Regions from separate parts of the Sus scrofa genome. Here all the other regions are linked to region 3. The links are chromatin contacts, called in public HiChIP or PLAC-seq maps. All regions are on one chromosome and are shown on one strand. The core of a region is the stretch at or near the end of the contact, and the rest is flanking DNA. Distances in the headings are between cores, read along the strand shown. Region 1 overlaps BTBD9 (BTB domain containing 9). Region 2 overlaps BTBD9 (BTB domain containing 9). Region 3 overlaps BTBD9 (BTB domain containing 9).

Region 1 (2,975 bases), core at 116-2,615, 200 kb after region 3:
AGAGCCAATGTGCATTTTGATTATGGAATTAAATTTAAGCTTTCAATTTAAGATTTCATATACAAAATAAAATAGTGCCACTATTATAAAGGATTACATGATTACATAAATAGGAGGAGTTGAGCAATTCTGTTTATAGGTGTTTTTTAAAACCAAGACAACATTTTTTCCCCAAGACAATACACATCAAAGATTTAACCTAAAAAGAATGAGATACTCCTGCATTTTTAACCCTTTGAAAACTGTCCAGGTTATAGAGAAAACTTCTGTAGCGTTTAGAATAACAACAAAGTATGCAGTGACCTAACAATTACTTTGAATACATGACATGTATCACAATTACAGTGGGTAAAATTGCTCCTTCCTCTGGCACCCTGGAAGAGCAATGTTTAACAAGAAAGAATTATTTATGCCTACAAACAGAGAACTGTAATGGGCCGTTTTACTGTAACACATCACAGCAGTACAAGCAAGCTGCCAGAAAGGTGTTACCTGGTTTTGACTTATACTCCTCTGATTTCCAAGACCAGACTAAAGCTTTGAAAACAGCAGGGGCTTTGGTTTTGTTTTTCATTATTACTGAGAGTCAGTGGCAATGAAAGCTGTGCTGATGGGTCTTCAGGTAAGAATACTGAGGTTCCACCATTTCCTGCTGAAAATGAGTTTTCACCAACTGCCAGGACTAGGGACGTCAACACCTACTTCCATTTTTCTCCCTCTGCTTAAGTGCTTATAGTGATTTAGTGATGTTAATCATCACTACATTCATTTCTGGAACAATAAAGTAATGCTAGGAAGCTCCTATCATAATGCATTGCAAAGTTTTCAGAGGAGAAACGAGCTACAGTTCATCAGTTTTGCTACCAACCGTAGCAGTGGGTATACTGAAATCAAATTAGCTACAGAAATAGCAGGGAGGGTAAAACATGTAGGGGGGCACCAAGCAGGGCTGAGGGGGGACAGAAGAGAGATCAGACCAGGCCAGAGGGAAACTTCTCTACAGTCTGATGACGCAACACAACAGGGAAATTGGTTTTAGTGTTTCAAACTTCAATTAGTCACATTAATTAATGCTAAAAACAATGTTAACAGTACATCATTTTCATCAAGTTAAATAAAGGATTATACACATTTGAGTAAATTACAAGCATTAAACATTTAAATAACTTGAAATGAAGCCATTACTGTCATTCAAACAAGTTTCTACAGCTAAAGGCTGAATGTTAAGTATGAACTGATTTGGCATTACAAGAATATAAATCCTTTATCTTTTTAGTAAGAACAAATGAAGAGATTTGACGACTTCTGACTTTAGTGAGTGGTTTGCAGTAACATAGCGCCCTCCAGTGGTCAGAGGCTCAAGATACAATTTCTAAAGGCCAAAGTTCAGTAGCCAATTTTGTTCCATTTTGAATGGTGATAATACACCTTAGTCATTGTTGTTTTAAGACAATTGTTTAATCACAGCACATATTTTCAACACCTGACCATCTTTCCATTGACAGATTTCCTTCACCAAATTCAAAGCTTTTTTTTTTTTCTTCAAATTTAAATCTAATTTGTTCCTGAGAAGTGTTCTGGAGATTAAAAAAAAAAAAAAAAATCAAAGCAAATCCTTACACTGACATACACAGTTTCAATGATGAGTACACTGTTTTCTATAAACTTAGAATAATGGGAGATGGTATTAATTTTTACATGTTAAAATTTAAGCTCTATCTAGAGTGTGAGATTGTAAACATCTCTTTTGCTTGTTATACAAGACAATAAGTACATAAGGAAAGTTCAAAATTACAGAGATGCCTTTTACTCATTTTTGTATATATGTGAACATCTCTGTTTTTAAGTAACTATAGAAGGTTCATTGTATTTACATACCTTTTTCATCATTATAACTCTTATTAGAATAGATCCAAATTTAAGGGCTCCAAATATTATTCTGAAGAAACTGGAAAAGAAATTTACCCTTACAGGTTATTTAAAAAGCTCCCTTAGGCCAATCTATAGTGCTTCCATTCTTAAAAATATACGTATTTCTTATATGAAAAGAGATTATAATTCTATTTATAATAACCTAAAACATGAATTAAATTATTATAATACTCTTGGTTTTTCTATGGTGGCAACTGCATGGTATGAAAGTACTGCCCCAGACCCTACAGCAAATAGTTGCTAGGCAGAATAAGGTAGTTATTTTCAAAATAATAATGATCGTCTCATTAATTTTTTTTTCTTTTGCCTACCCAAAGATGAGAAAAGTTTGAACATGTTTTTGAAAGGATCGTGCATTTCATTGGAAACAACAAAAGCAGCTCAATGTAAAGAGATATGACTTTGGATTTTGACTCCACCACCACAGACCGTGGTGCAAACAACATCTCTGTGCCTTCGTTTGTTCATCTACAAAATAGAGATAATTGTTCCCACCTCGTGGGAACCTTCTGAGGATTCGGTATAACTAGGCAAGCAGAATCCTCAGCCCAGTGCCTGCCTCTAGAGATCCTCAAGAACGCCATTCCTACCCCTGCAAGAACGCGGAAGACCTATTTCCCATCTTCTCCCTAGGTCTAGGAGGACTGGAACCAGATCAGGAGATAGGGAGTCATATGGATGAGTCCACAAAACCCAGTGTGACCTTGCAGGCAGATCTGGAGGTGGCTGGGACAGCAGAGAGGAGGGGCAATATCAGAGCCCCACAGGGATGGGGATGGTGGCTGAGAGACGAGGCTGTGCTCATGAATAAGAATGGCTTACTTAGCCCATCTTAATTACTGTCATGTCTTTCTCTCTTCATAGTTAAGTACTTAAAGCAGTGAGGTGGTGGGAAATGGTATGGGAGTGATACCAAATCTTTCCTGGGGAAGATGGGCACACATGTAGTCTGAACATGCATTGTCAGAATTATATAGACTATATTTGCAAAGCATTGTCAAAATAAAATAGACTACATTTGCAAAGCAGGCGCTCTTGCCCTT
Region 2 (3,131 bases), core at 471-2,970, 180 kb after region 3:
GTTAATAGGAAAGCTCAGTAAGACCATAAACTCTAAGAAGCCTGGGACTATGTCTGTATTACTTTCCATTTATTCTTTCACCTTTACCACATGACAAGGACAGTGACAGGTACTGCGGGGAAGTGAGCAAGACAGTCATGGTTCCTGGCCTTATGGGGCTTACAGTCTAGTGGAGAAGTCCTACATTGAATAACACAAATAAAGGTTTCATTACAAATTGTGACAAGTGCTCTAAAAAACAGACCTGGGTTCTATGTGAGTCTAGTTAAGATAGGGGGTGTTGGTCATCAGAAAGGATCCTCTCAGCCAGTGAATCCTGAGCCAAGACTGAAGGGTAAGTCTGAGGTGGCCGGGGGAGACGGGGAAGAGCACTGAGGGAAACGCCACGTGTGGGGACACTCAGCACATTGGAGAAAATGCAAAAAAAAAGGCCAGGAAGGCCGGAGGTAATACATGGGCAGTACAGCTGCTATATTAAGACACTGGATTTTATCCTGGGTGTAATGGGAAGTCTATGAGCATGATCTGATGTATAGTCTTGCAAAGAACCCTGTAGTTGCTGGGTGGAAATAAAGTGGAACGAGAGTATAAATAGGGAAACTAGTCCAGACCACGGCAGTAGTCCCAGAGAGCTAACAGTGACCTGAGCTAATCCAAGCCATCCTCATTCCCAGGGTCGGGCACAGCTCCTGGTTTACATGGATGAATGAATCAATAAATACGTCTCAGCATCACTTCTTAACAGGTCTTCTTTCATGATACATTACACTGATTTTCTAGAGTCAAATTTTTAGTCAACACCATCATAAAATTAATTTAGATCCCATCTAATGTCTATGATTTAAAGTTCAAACTCAAGTGTCACATAAAATTCTATAAGAAAGCTGAAATACAATTTTTTTTTTTTGTCTTTTTGTTGTTGTTGCTATTTCTTGGCCGCTCCACGCATATGGAGTTCCCAGGCTAGGGTCGAATCGAGCTGTAGCCACGCCTACAGCCGTGCAACGGGATCCGAGCCGCGTCTGCAACCTACACAAGCTCACGCAATGCGGATCGTTAACCACTGAGCAAGGCAGGACCGAACCCGCAACCTCATGTTCTAGTCGATTCGTTAACCACTGCGCCACGACGGGAACTCCTGAAACACAATTTTTAAATCTCAAATAATCAGGTAATTTATATATAAGACTAAGCAAATTTTATGTATAAGAATTTCATCACAGCACTATTTACAATATCAAAACAAAAACAATCTATTTGTGCTTCAATATAGGAAAAGTCAAATTATGGAACACCATATAATGAAATAACATGTAACCCTGAAAAATGTTTTCAAGGAATATTTAAAATGTGGGGAAAAGCAATAAAACATTAAATGAAAATATATATGATCTGAAGATCATTTTCTAAAAGAATACTCACACATACACATGACAAAAAGAAACAGATCAAAGTAGTCATGTATGGATTGTGAGGTTATGGGTGATTTTTACTTGCTTAATATGTTTCTCTAGTTTCCAAACTTTCTACAATAAAAACACGTTTATTCTCAGAAACATCTCCTAGTAATGGCTACACCTAAAAGGAAGAAACTCCAGCCTAGCTCCCTATGTCCCCCTAGTCCTTGCTCCCATGCCTGCAATTCTCTTTCTCGAGGGCCTGTTCCTCCACTGCCTGCCCAGGGCACACCCTCCTGCTCTGCAGCTGAGCCTGAGAGGGCCTCCCCTACGCTCTCGGTTCCTGATCTCAACAATGCCCAGACAAAGAGCTCATCTGACGTAACATATGCTGCCTTGACTCATCAGTTTTTTTTTCCTGTGCCTTGAGCTCTCACTTGCCTGTCAAATTGACTACCTGTGGTGCTTCTTTCTTTTTTTTCCTGCACTCATGCATGTGGAAGTTCCTGGGCTAGGGATTGAACCTGCACCAGAGCTGTAAACCAAGCCACAGCAGTGACAACGCTGGATCCTTAACTCACTGAACCACTAGGGAACTCTGAAATTGACTATGTTTTCATTTCTTCACCCTGTCCCTTGCACAGTACCTTCTCCAGAGGCATTTAATATGTGCTGACTGCTCAGAATGAAGTTATTCTATACAGGGGCCATCACCTGGCTCTCAGGAGGCTAACATGGCCATGATCTCCTGGGTCCCTACTGCATCTTGGCCAAAAGCTGCTCCCATACTTCCCCCCTTTGAATCATAGACGATTAGGGAAAGGAAGAGACATGAGATAGGGTCTAGCTCAACCACTGGAAAAGAGAAAGGTGAATTCTGCAAGTACAGAGAGATTCTCTGCAGGTCCCTGGGAGAGGCAGAGGCAGTGGCAGAGCCAGGCCTGGAAATGCAATAGCTCACATTCAGTGGTCACTTCCCCAGACCATCAGGAATCCTTCTCTCTAATTCTTCAAAGAATGTAAACTGGGAGTGCCCATTGTGGCTCAGCGGTAAAGAACCCGACTAGTATCCATGAGGATTCGGGTTCAGTCCCTGGCCTCGCTCAGTGGGTTAAGGATCCAGTGTTGCCGTGAGCTGTGGTGTAGGTTGCAGATGCGGCTTGAATCTGGTGTTGCTGTGGCTGTGATATAAGCCGGCAGCAGCTACAGCTTCAATTCGACCCCTAGCCTGAGAACTTTTTTTTTTTTTTTGTCTTTTGAGGGCTGCACCCGCGGCATACACCACAGCCACAGCAATGCCAGATTCAAGCCACATCTGCGACCTACACCACAGCTCACGGCAACACCAGATCCTTAACCCACTGAGCAAGTCCATAGCCTGGGAACTTCTATATGCCGTGAGTGTGGCCCTAAAAAAGCCAAAAAAAAAAAAAAGAATGTAAACTGGCAAACAAGTTTGGAAATGTCCATTTGATTTCCTGAATGTCCATTTGACAGGCTGAGAAAATTAATCTGGCATCTGCATTATGTTTTTCACTCTGTTTACTACAGCTGTAGAATATCAAAGGTTCATTGAAAGTAAGTTGTTAAGCTTAACTATCAGGCACTTCAGAATTGCTTTCAAGGCAGCATGGCTCAAAGGCCAGAATAATCTGATCACAAATTCCTCCCAGGGATATAAAATTAAAGCATAATTCAGTGCCCATCTTTCCTCCCACAATGAATGAACATAGG
Region 3 (3,156 bases), core at 48-2,547:
TTTTTTTTTTTTTTTTTTTTTTTTTTTTCTGAGTCCAAGGCACTTGGAAGTTCCCGGGTCAGGAACCAAAGTCGTGCCATAGCAGCTACCTGAGCCACAGCAGTGACAGCACCAGATCCTTAACCCACTGAGCCACATGGGAACTCCTGGACAGCAAACTTTTCATTCGAATATGAAAGAAGATCTTTTATCCTTTGTCCAAGCTAGGAGTGGGAGGACTGCAGTGTGGGGTAGAAGGCAGAACAGGCTTTGGAACAGGCTCCACAGGGCCCACTGAGCTGCAGGGAGGGGCCATGCAAAGATGGAACAATCAGAGTGGTTTATAACTCTCTTCGGCAGTGGCACTGAGGGAGCAGGAGGCAAGAAGGTAGGGTCGATGGAGAAAAGGGAAGACACTTATGTCAGAAAAGTTACCCTTCAGGCTGCTGAGGAGTTAAGTGGGTCAGAGGGCGCTGACCACCTTTCAGAATAGAGAGGGGCTGGAGGTCAGGAAGCCAAAGAGCAGATGTGACAGTGGCGAAGGTGAAGGAGGAAGTTATGGAGCGCTGTCGCAAGGGGAAATTTCCATGCTTTCACCACATTCAGAGACCAGTTCTAGTTCTTCTGAATGAGGAGCGGAAAGACAGACATCACATTAGAGGCTCCACTGGAATCTCTACTACGAGAGGCAGGCGGGAGCCTCTAACAGCTGCCGGAAGGAATCGGTGCAGCTGCAGAACAACTTTACTGGTAAGAAAAGGATTTTCCCAAAGATAAGAGGGATCCTATTGTCAGCTGTCCCAGGGTTCGATTATGCAGGGTCCTCCTCAGGTGGGAGCAAGGTCAAGCTGAGAGGAGCTGCTGGAGGAATGCAAGCCCCAGACAAGATTCTCAGTGGGAGACTGGAACCAAGAGATGTTTTCACAAAGGCGTGGGAAGGGGACCAGGTGGCTGCCTGTGGGTCCCAGGTCCAAGGATTCCGGATGGGCAGCCACCACGGGGGCCCTGCCTTTACATGGGCCACCCTCTCAGGGCAAAGGGAACACCAGCCTTCTTTTACCAGCAGGACAAAGACAACCCAGACTTCTTGCCAGATGGAAGGAGAACTTGGGAAGTACGTTAGGTCAGAGGACACCAGAGAGTCTGTGTGCGGAGTGTTTAAGCTCCCAAGGCTCTTAGAGGGTGAGGTCTCAGAGAGAGGAGGACACGATGACACTAACTAATAATCCTTTGCAGTTGGCGAGGGAAGGGGTGAGCACGAGTTCTCAGTTGTCTGGCACATGCAGCTTCTGCGTTTGGTCACTGAAGGCCCAGAATGAAGGGAAGTGAGGAGATGCGGACACTCGGGCTCCGCCACGTAGGCGAGTTCATTGAGGAAGAGGCGGTAAGAGGAGCGGCCTTCCCTCCCACTGGATCTTGTATTCTATGCAGTGTAATCCAGGTAAGTTATCTGAGAGGGACATGCCAATTGAGAATCTACCTGCAGGATACGGGTGGGACACAACTTTGAGACGGTCCAAAACTACCAACTTTCTTTTTTTTTGTCTTTTGTCTTTCTAGGGCCCTACCTGCAGCACATGGAGGTTCCCAGGCTAGGGGTCAAATCACAGCTACAGCTGCCGGCCTACGCCACAGCAACACCAGATCCAAGCCACGTCTGCGACCTACACCACAGCTCACTGCAGTGCTGGATCCTTAATCCACTGAGGGAGGCCAGGGATCGAACCCGAAACCTCATGGTTACTAGTCGGATTCGTTTCTGCTGCACCACAATGGGAACTCCAAAAACTACCAACTTTTGACAGCTAATTGAGACCATCATTTCCCTCCTTGGAGGGATTGAGTTTTTAATTTCAATTTTAGGTGAGGACTTAAAAGGTAACAGCATACTGCCAAGTAGCATGGCTGCAGCGGCAATTCTCAGTAAATACTGAGCATAGAAAGAATGGTGAAGAGCTAATCATAATCCCACCTCACATTCACACAGATCTCACTGGTTTCAAAATGTTTTTGCATATATTATCACATTTGGGGGAAAAAAACAATTTATAATCAACACATTTCCTGCTTTCAATGCAAATCTATTTTTCTAAGTTACCTGCTTAATTTTTTATACAGGCTAAATACTGTCCAAGCAAACTTCTGCAGATTATTCAATCATGTGGCAAACCCTTTATTAAGAAATAAGTTTTGGCCTAGGCTTATGATCTAGATTTCATCCTACGCATCAAATTTGACAAAAATTTTTTCATTTTATGCTTTCAATGTGGATATATGAGAAAATTTTGTCCAGGCCAAACAACCCTTGAGAAGAAAACCAGTACTATTTTCCAAGGTGACTCTTTTCACTAGAGCCCCTTCCTTAAGCGAGATGTTGGCATCAAAAATACTGGGAACGATTTCAAATGGTCTTGTTATATTTTAAAAGGTGAAGTCTCATTATGTTACAGGCCTTTGCAGCGGTGACATGCCAAGCAGGTATGTGGCCTTTACAGATCTTCCCCTACGTTTAAATTTGGCACCATCAGTTCCCCTCTCCACAGCAAGGCCATCCCCCTTCATCTCGGCAGCTTCCTCATCATGACGTGTGCGCACAATCGGTGAGACTGACCAACTCGGCCCATAGCAGGATGGGAAAAGCACCAGTTAGAGGCCAAAACAGAGAGGTGCTGCCCCACCCACAGGGCTTAGCATCCTAGGAGCAAGTCCAGATCTATTTCAGCTTCTTTTGCTATTAGGGGCTGTGGTGATTTTAAAAGGCCAGAATCAGTCCTTCTCTTAACAGCTGAAAGCAGTATGCATTTGGGTGAACTTTCCTAGGAGATTATTAGGAGGGTGAGGAGAAGGGACAGGCATGTTAGGGAGCTCAGAGGTCACTAACCTACCAGCTGCGTGTTAGGAAGTTTCCTTCTTGCATCTTTACTGTTGGGCTTCAAGGGGCCTTCAAGGAGACTGCACTCAAAGCTTCTGGCCAAGATGAGAATGACCAGACCCTTATCATTGCCCCACCCACCTCGTTGTAATGCCCCTTCCCCGACCTTGAGCAACCTGGCCTACTCCTTCCTGCCACATGCCCACCCTTAGACACCCCCAACCAATCGGCAAGTGCATCGTAAGATTCCCTCTTTCCCCAACCAATCAGCAGGTCAGCAGCTGTAACCTGAGACCCCTCCTCTC

Evidence for each region. HiChIP or PLAC-seq counts read pairs in DNA pulled down with a chosen protein or histone mark.
Region 1: a contact with region 3 is called in an H3K27ac HiChIP or PLAC-seq map of alveolar macrophages. The contact joins two enhancer-like sites. A contact is called at or near these places in 1 of 47 Hi-C or Micro-C datasets (embryonic fibroblasts) and 2 of 2 datasets of contacts at active chromatin or transcription factors (alveolar macrophages and skeletal muscle).
Region 2: an H3K27ac HiChIP or PLAC-seq map of alveolar macrophages shows a contact between it and region 3. The contact joins two enhancer-like sites. A contact is called at or near these places in 2 of 2 datasets of contacts at active chromatin or transcription factors (alveolar macrophages and skeletal muscle).

Annotation. Positions count from the first base shown.
Region 1 is chr7:34,004,361-34,007,335 of Sscrofa11.1, forward strand. The region is part of intron 6 of BTBD9 (BTB domain containing 9); the gene reads right to left. Among named protein-coding and RNA genes, the nearest start is that of BTBD9, 120 kb to the right of the region's middle. Within about 2 kb of position 1,366, at least 4 of the 83 cell types and tissues checked have an H3K27ac peak or open chromatin away from gene starts, as enhancers often do. A contact at or near this core is called in alveolar macrophages, where this site is marked.
Region 2 is chr7:33,984,936-33,988,066 of Sscrofa11.1, forward strand. All of the region lies in intron 6 of BTBD9 (BTB domain containing 9), which reads right to left. Among named protein-coding and RNA genes, the nearest start is that of BTBD9, 140 kb to the right of the region's middle. Within about 2 kb of position 1,721, at least 1 of the 83 cell types and tissues checked has an H3K27ac peak or open chromatin away from gene starts, as enhancers often do. A contact at or near this core is called in alveolar macrophages, where this site is marked.
Region 3 is chr7:33,803,009-33,806,164 of Sscrofa11.1, forward strand. The region is part of intron 8 of BTBD9 (BTB domain containing 9); the gene reads right to left. Among named protein-coding and RNA genes, the nearest start is that of BTBD9, 320 kb to the right of the region's middle. Within about 2 kb of position 1,298, at least 2 of the 83 cell types and tissues checked have an H3K27ac peak or open chromatin away from gene starts, as enhancers often do. A contact at or near this core is called in alveolar macrophages, where this site is marked.